2 separate regions of the Mus musculus genome follow, and region 2 is linked to region 1. Evidence: chromatin contacts called from public HiChIP or PLAC-seq data. All regions are on one chromosome and are shown on one strand. The core of a region is the stretch at or near the end of the contact, and the rest is flanking DNA. Distances in the headings are between cores, read along the strand shown.

Region 1 (2,700 bases), core at 17-2,516:
TCCTGCAGCTGTAGCCCTTGAGCCATTTGCTTTTTCTTTGCTTTATGTGGGGTAACTAGAATTTAGCCAGGAGGCCTTTCTCTGAGATGATCATAGACTAGAGAACGCCAGGAAAAAAAATAATAAACCTGGTCCCTAGCAGAACTCAAGGATCCGTGACACCTAACTCTTCTGCCTCCATCTACTGGGCTGCTTCTTTTATTCTCTCCACTTGACACTCCTATCTCCTCTGCAGGCCCTTTTGAGCAAGGCAAATCTTTGCAGAAAAAGGAGGTGGCTGAAGGAGTCTAGACTTCTGATCCCTGTCATGTTGTATTCTGAGGGCTCAGGACATTTACACTCCAGGAATGAACTTGGAGGTACAACAACTGCACCCCAAACTATGTGTAGGAAGCATCTTGGTTATCTCACAATACTGGGAGCATAAATAAGCTATAGCTTGAAGGGTTCTGTAAGGAGCAATGCTGAGTAGGCTAAGGAGAGGTTGCAAGAATGGCTTGTGAAACAGGAGTAGGATTTAGATTAGTGCCTGGCACATGGTTAGCAATTTGTGGTGTGTGTGTGTGTGTGTGTGTGTGTGTGTGCGCGCGCGCGTACGGTATCTCAGCTTTTCTTTAGAAAAAAAAAAAAAAATCCAGCCCTAGTCTAACGCCTAACTAACCATTCTTTCCTGTCTTCTACTTTTGCCTACTCAAGGCCTCCATCCCACAGAAACCCTAACCACTCAACTCCAAACCTTTTCAGGATATCCTATTTCAGGATAAGGCATCCTGAGCCAGGGCAGTGATGACTTTTGGTCTGCGGCTATTCAACAATGTTTTAAAATCAAGCTTGGACGTTCTCATCTTTTACTTCCGAATCTTACTTCAGAACCTTCAAAAAACCCCAGCATATGGACCCCCAAAGAACATTCTGTGTAGGCGGTCCAGGGACGTGGTGAGGGTGGGTGGATCGTAACTTAAAGGTGTGGCAGTTCCTGCCACGTAGGTAGCGGGGCTGGGACTCACTTGACATTTAATAGAAGTGGAGGTGGCGGCGGCTTAGGCCTTAAAGACCTAAGGCTCTTGAGGAAGTACTGGTAGGAGCCTGGCAGCCTGACCTCTCCAGGGCCAATAAGGGGGTCTCTGGTGGGACCCGAGAGGACGCAGGGAGAGTCCATCAAGCAGCTCCAGCTACCTGGCCCGGCGCGCCGGGTCCAATAGGACCAGTGAGCGAGCCGCACCTCAACCTGCCGGAAACGTCACGACGCCGGGCTGACGTCGGGCCAATGGGAGGTCGTGTTGGCCAGGGGGCGGGCCGGAGGAGTTGGGCCGCGGAGGCAGTTGGAGGAGTGTGTGGCTTCTGCTGCCCAGCTGCTCCGGAGCTCCCGCCGCCGGTCCGTCCCGGTCCGGTCCCCGCGTCCCGCGTGCTGCAGGGCTGCCCCCTGAGCGGCAGCCAGGCCTGACGGAGGCGCCTGCCGGCACGCCGGGCTCGACGCTTCCCTTCGCCTGCACTTCTTCCTGCCGCAGCGCGGTGCCGGCTGGGCGGGCGGGATGGCGGCCGCGGCCCGGGGGAGCGGCCGGGCGCCGACGCGAAGGCTGCTCGTGCTCTTGCTGCTTCAGTTGCTCTGGGCCCCGGCCGGGGTCCGCGCCGGCCCGGAGGAAGACCTGAGCCATCGGAACCAGGAGCCGCCGGCGCCCGCCCAGCAGCTGCAGCCGCAGCCCGCGGCGGTGCAGGGCCTCGAGCCGGCCCGGGCCGAGGTGAGAGCCCGGGCTGGTGGGGATGGGGCGGGCTGAGGCCGCGGAGCCCGCAGTCGGGTACCAGGCTCCCGCGCTGGCGGCGCCGCCCTCTTTCCGAAGAGGCTGGGGGAGGGGAGCCGGCCCCTGCTCCGCTCGCTGGGAGGAGGGTGACAAGACGGCTTTCTTAGGCGCGGCCTGGCCTGGCCTGGCTGCTTGGGGGAAGGGAAAGTGAGGGCCCCAACCGGGGCTCCCCAGAGGTCCTCTAGATCCCTGGTACCGACAGGCTTGCTCTGGATTCTGCCTTCTGCTGATCACATGGGCCATACTGAAAAGACTGGAAATCATCATCCCAAGTAGAAAGTTTTTAGTACAGAGCCGCTGGGAGACTTGTCTCTCTCGAAGTAGCATCACATTGTTGGAAGTATCAGCCATTGTTGAAGCAACCCAACCAGAGATGCTCACCCGAATTCAGCTCGGCACACCCTGTGGTTCTTGCCAGATACAGTGTCTAGAGATTATGCGTTGCCACCCTCCCTTAAAAAAAAAAAAAAAACAAAAAAACGTGTTTTGGCATGAAGGAAGTTGCCCTTGAATGCAGAGACTTGTGCCCAAAGGTAGAGCGCTCTATAGTGAGGGATTCCAAAACTCCATTTATAGGTAAACTAGAGCCTCATAAGTTTCTTTAACCATTACCAGATAGATAGAAATTAACCTTTTAATCTATGTTCGTAGAATTTCTCCTTTCTATGTTACTTTCCTCTGAGTTGGACTCTCTATTTCCAATTTTGACTCCTACATTCTGGAGTTTTTTTAGTCTCTTAGTAGGGTCCATTTTGGCATTCCCTTTCCTACTTCTGTCTTTATCTGCCCTCCAAGAGAATGGCTGTCCTGACTTGAGTACAGATCAGGGTGACCGCAGGATAGATATTCATTTTCCCATCACCATGCCGTTCCAGCTAAACCCCAGGTCTTTTAGGGACCC
Region 2 (2,700 bases), core at 123-2,622, 360 kb after region 1:
CTGAATTCGTGGCAGGCCTCCTGCCTAACATTCCTAGTGAGCCATCACGTCTGCCTTAAAACTTTATCCATGTGTTCACTGGAAGGAGGGCGGGTGCATCCCATGGCCCTTGTGTGGAGGTCAGAGGGAAATGCTGTGAAGTTGGTTCTCCTTCCATCTTTATATGGCTTCCAGGGATTGAATTCAGGTCACCAGGCAAGCGCCTATACCCACTGAGTTAGTCTCTGGCCCCGTATTCAATAATGTAAGATATAGTTTGAAGCAAACCATTTATCTAGCTACTTGCCTCTTTATTGGTCCTCTTTTTATTTGGTTGTGGACATTTCTCCTTTCAAATAGATTATTCTTCTCAGCAGTTCTACTTGGTGCTTAGAACTGACAGAAAGCTGGCAGATATATCTGTCAGGCCTGAGAAGCCCCCAGACCCTGCCCCACCCAGACACTGGCCTGAGTTATGAGCATCACGGGGCTGCCCTGTCCCCAGTGCCTAGACTGTGGGTGTGCTGAGGACGTGACCCCTTAGTAGTGTGTGGTCATTGACAGATTCATTTGCTTTGAATGACTTTGACCAATTGAAGCAAGAATATTCTGATTAGCTAATCATTCATTGAAAAACTTGCTATTCTGTTTCCAAATATTATGTTTCCAGATGTTATGTATACATAGTTATATTTTAAGCTGATGTATTTCATTAGGACAACTATATTGAAAAATGTATACTCTATCACTAAAAAACATTACCAAAAGAATACAAAGACTATTGCTGATTTTAAGGATAAAATTGAACTTTTTTTTTAAAGGTACTTAACTTTTCAGGACACACAGCCAAATGTTGATATTTATAAAGATGAGCTCCAGCTGAGATTGGTTTTAAGGATGCTAAAGTCCTTCGGGATGTCATTTCAGAAACCATTTTCTGTTGACCAGTAACTGTTGTTTTGGCTTAGTGTTCTGGGAAAGCTTTATAAATGTCTAAAACTAGTCCTAATGGGCCCTAAATCACAGCCATTAATGCCAGTTTTTAAGAAGTAAATGTCTCTAGGCTTTGGGTAATGTTGAGGGAAAACCCGCATTACAACCTCTTTTGAAGCGCTAAATAATGAGCCAAGTAGGTCAGCAATGCTATTGTAAATGTTCTAGCAGCAGCAGCAGCAGCATTGGTAGTTTTTATAAATGACAATGGGATGCTGGAGTTTTAGAGATGGAGAGGGAAGTTCTTTTTGTTTAAGCCTTTTCTTTTTTATCCTTTGACTTGCAGCCAGATATTTAAACAACCTTCCACTTGAATCCTTGAATGCCTGCTTGTACGCAGTCTCCTGTGTTCGTTTCTTGCCTCAGTCTTAGTCTTTGAAACAGTGTTTTGTGACTAATCCTTTGTGAGGGAGTGTCCTGGCAAAGCTTTGGACCTTGAGTGAAAATAACTACACTGAATGCATGAGTCAGAGCTGACTTGAAAATAATCCCAGGAAAGGGCTCGCTTCCCAGCGTCCTTCCTCAAGGTCTCGTCTGCTTCTGAAAAAGAAAAGAAAATAGGGACGTGCACTTCGACGAGACAATAAGAAAACAAGCATGCAAGTTTAGCTTCTTAGGGATCGTCCCACTGTGTCTGGATGTTGCCTTGAGACTCCAAGTTTAGCGTGAAGTTCAAAACGAGATATGGGTAGTAGTTAAAAGTTTTAAATCTGTGTACTTTCCTACCCAGCTAATGTTCTTTGCTTCCTTTCCTCTGCCTTCTTCATACCTTTTCCTCCAGAACTGCCTAAAGTTACAGAAGGTGCGTAACACCTTTTCTTCCTATTCTAGTCCACCTGTATGTATCACTTGCTCTGTTATCCATGGGGTGTGTATTTCATGGAGTTGTGTACAGGGATACATGTATTCAAAATCCATATAGTAATCAAACCAATAGTAATATTCATTATTAGCTTCCAAAAGACTATTTCAGGAAAAGAAAATACTACTAACATAGTTTTTTGATGACAAAACACTTGTTTCTTTTCAGTGTTTAGTGTAACACTGTGGTGGGTTATTTAGGCAGTACCTGCCCTCTAGTGGTTAATATGGAGTCACATCTGATAGTTGAGCATCTCCACAAGCAACAAAATGGTCTCATTGAAAAGACAAAGAAGATAGAGCAATGCTTCTCTAGAAATATTTCTAGAGAGTAATCTGTAAATTGCTTATGTCAGAAATTTTAATCTCCTTAACCCCCTTGGGAACTAGCAAAATCTGCCTAATTTATTATCTTCTTCAGAGTAAACATTGCTCACTTAGAATTATCAGGGTTTTGTTCTGAGACAAACAAATGTATTTTAATCCTGCTAAATGAAAATACTCATTTTCAAGTAAAATACCAAATACTAAGAGTATCCAGACTGTGACTTAGTTCCTGTAGTTTATCTTTAGCTGTTTTATCTATGCATGTGAAAACAACAAAGTATAGAAAATGCACTTATACTTTCAGTATTTATACTTTCTTGTTGATAATACACTTCTCACTTCAAAGTTATTTGAAAGGGGCGTGCGCGTGTATGTGTGTGTGTGTGTGTGCGCGCGCACGCATGTGCACGTGAGCGTTGTGTGAAAGAAAGATAGACAGATTTGTTAAAAAAAACAAAAAACAATGAAAATAGCAAAAATAACAAGGGGAAATGCTACGAGGAGAGAATTGTTTCCCATGTTCACAGTTCAGCAGTGTTT

Evidence for each region. HiChIP or PLAC-seq counts read pairs in DNA pulled down with a chosen protein or histone mark.
Region 2: a contact with region 1 is called in an H3K27ac HiChIP or PLAC-seq map of stem cell-derived neural progenitor cells, with 4 times the contacts expected there. The contact joins the enhancer-like site here to the promoter of Tmem165 in region 1. A contact is called at or near these places in 17 of 39 promoter capture datasets (the 3T3-L1 cell line, 3T3-L1-derived adipocytes, the C10 cell line and 10 more), 7 of 484 Hi-C or Micro-C datasets (CD4 T cells, Th1 cells, embryonic fibroblasts and 4 more), 6 of 115 datasets of contacts at active chromatin or transcription factors (embryonic forebrain, embryonic stem cells, neural tube and 2 more) and 3 of 9 other capture datasets (adipose tissue, embryonic stem cells and liver).

What each region holds. Positions count from the first base shown.
Region 1 is chr5:76,182,614-76,185,313 of GRCm38.p6, forward strand. Tmem165 (transmembrane protein 165) reads left to right here and starts at 1,267. Exons shown (of 6, transcript NM_011626.2): 1 at 1,267-1,739. The coding sequence starts at 1,533.
Region 2 is chr5:76,538,994-76,541,693 of GRCm38.p6, forward strand. All of the region lies in intron 4 of Exoc1 (exocyst complex component 1), which reads left to right. Among named protein-coding and RNA genes, the nearest start is that of Exoc1, 11 kb to the left of the region's middle. Within about 2 kb of position 1,373, at least 84 of the 459 cell types and tissues checked have an H3K27ac peak or open chromatin away from gene starts, as enhancers often do. A contact at or near this core is called in adipose tissue, embryonic fibroblasts, muscle stem cells and 2 more, where this site is marked.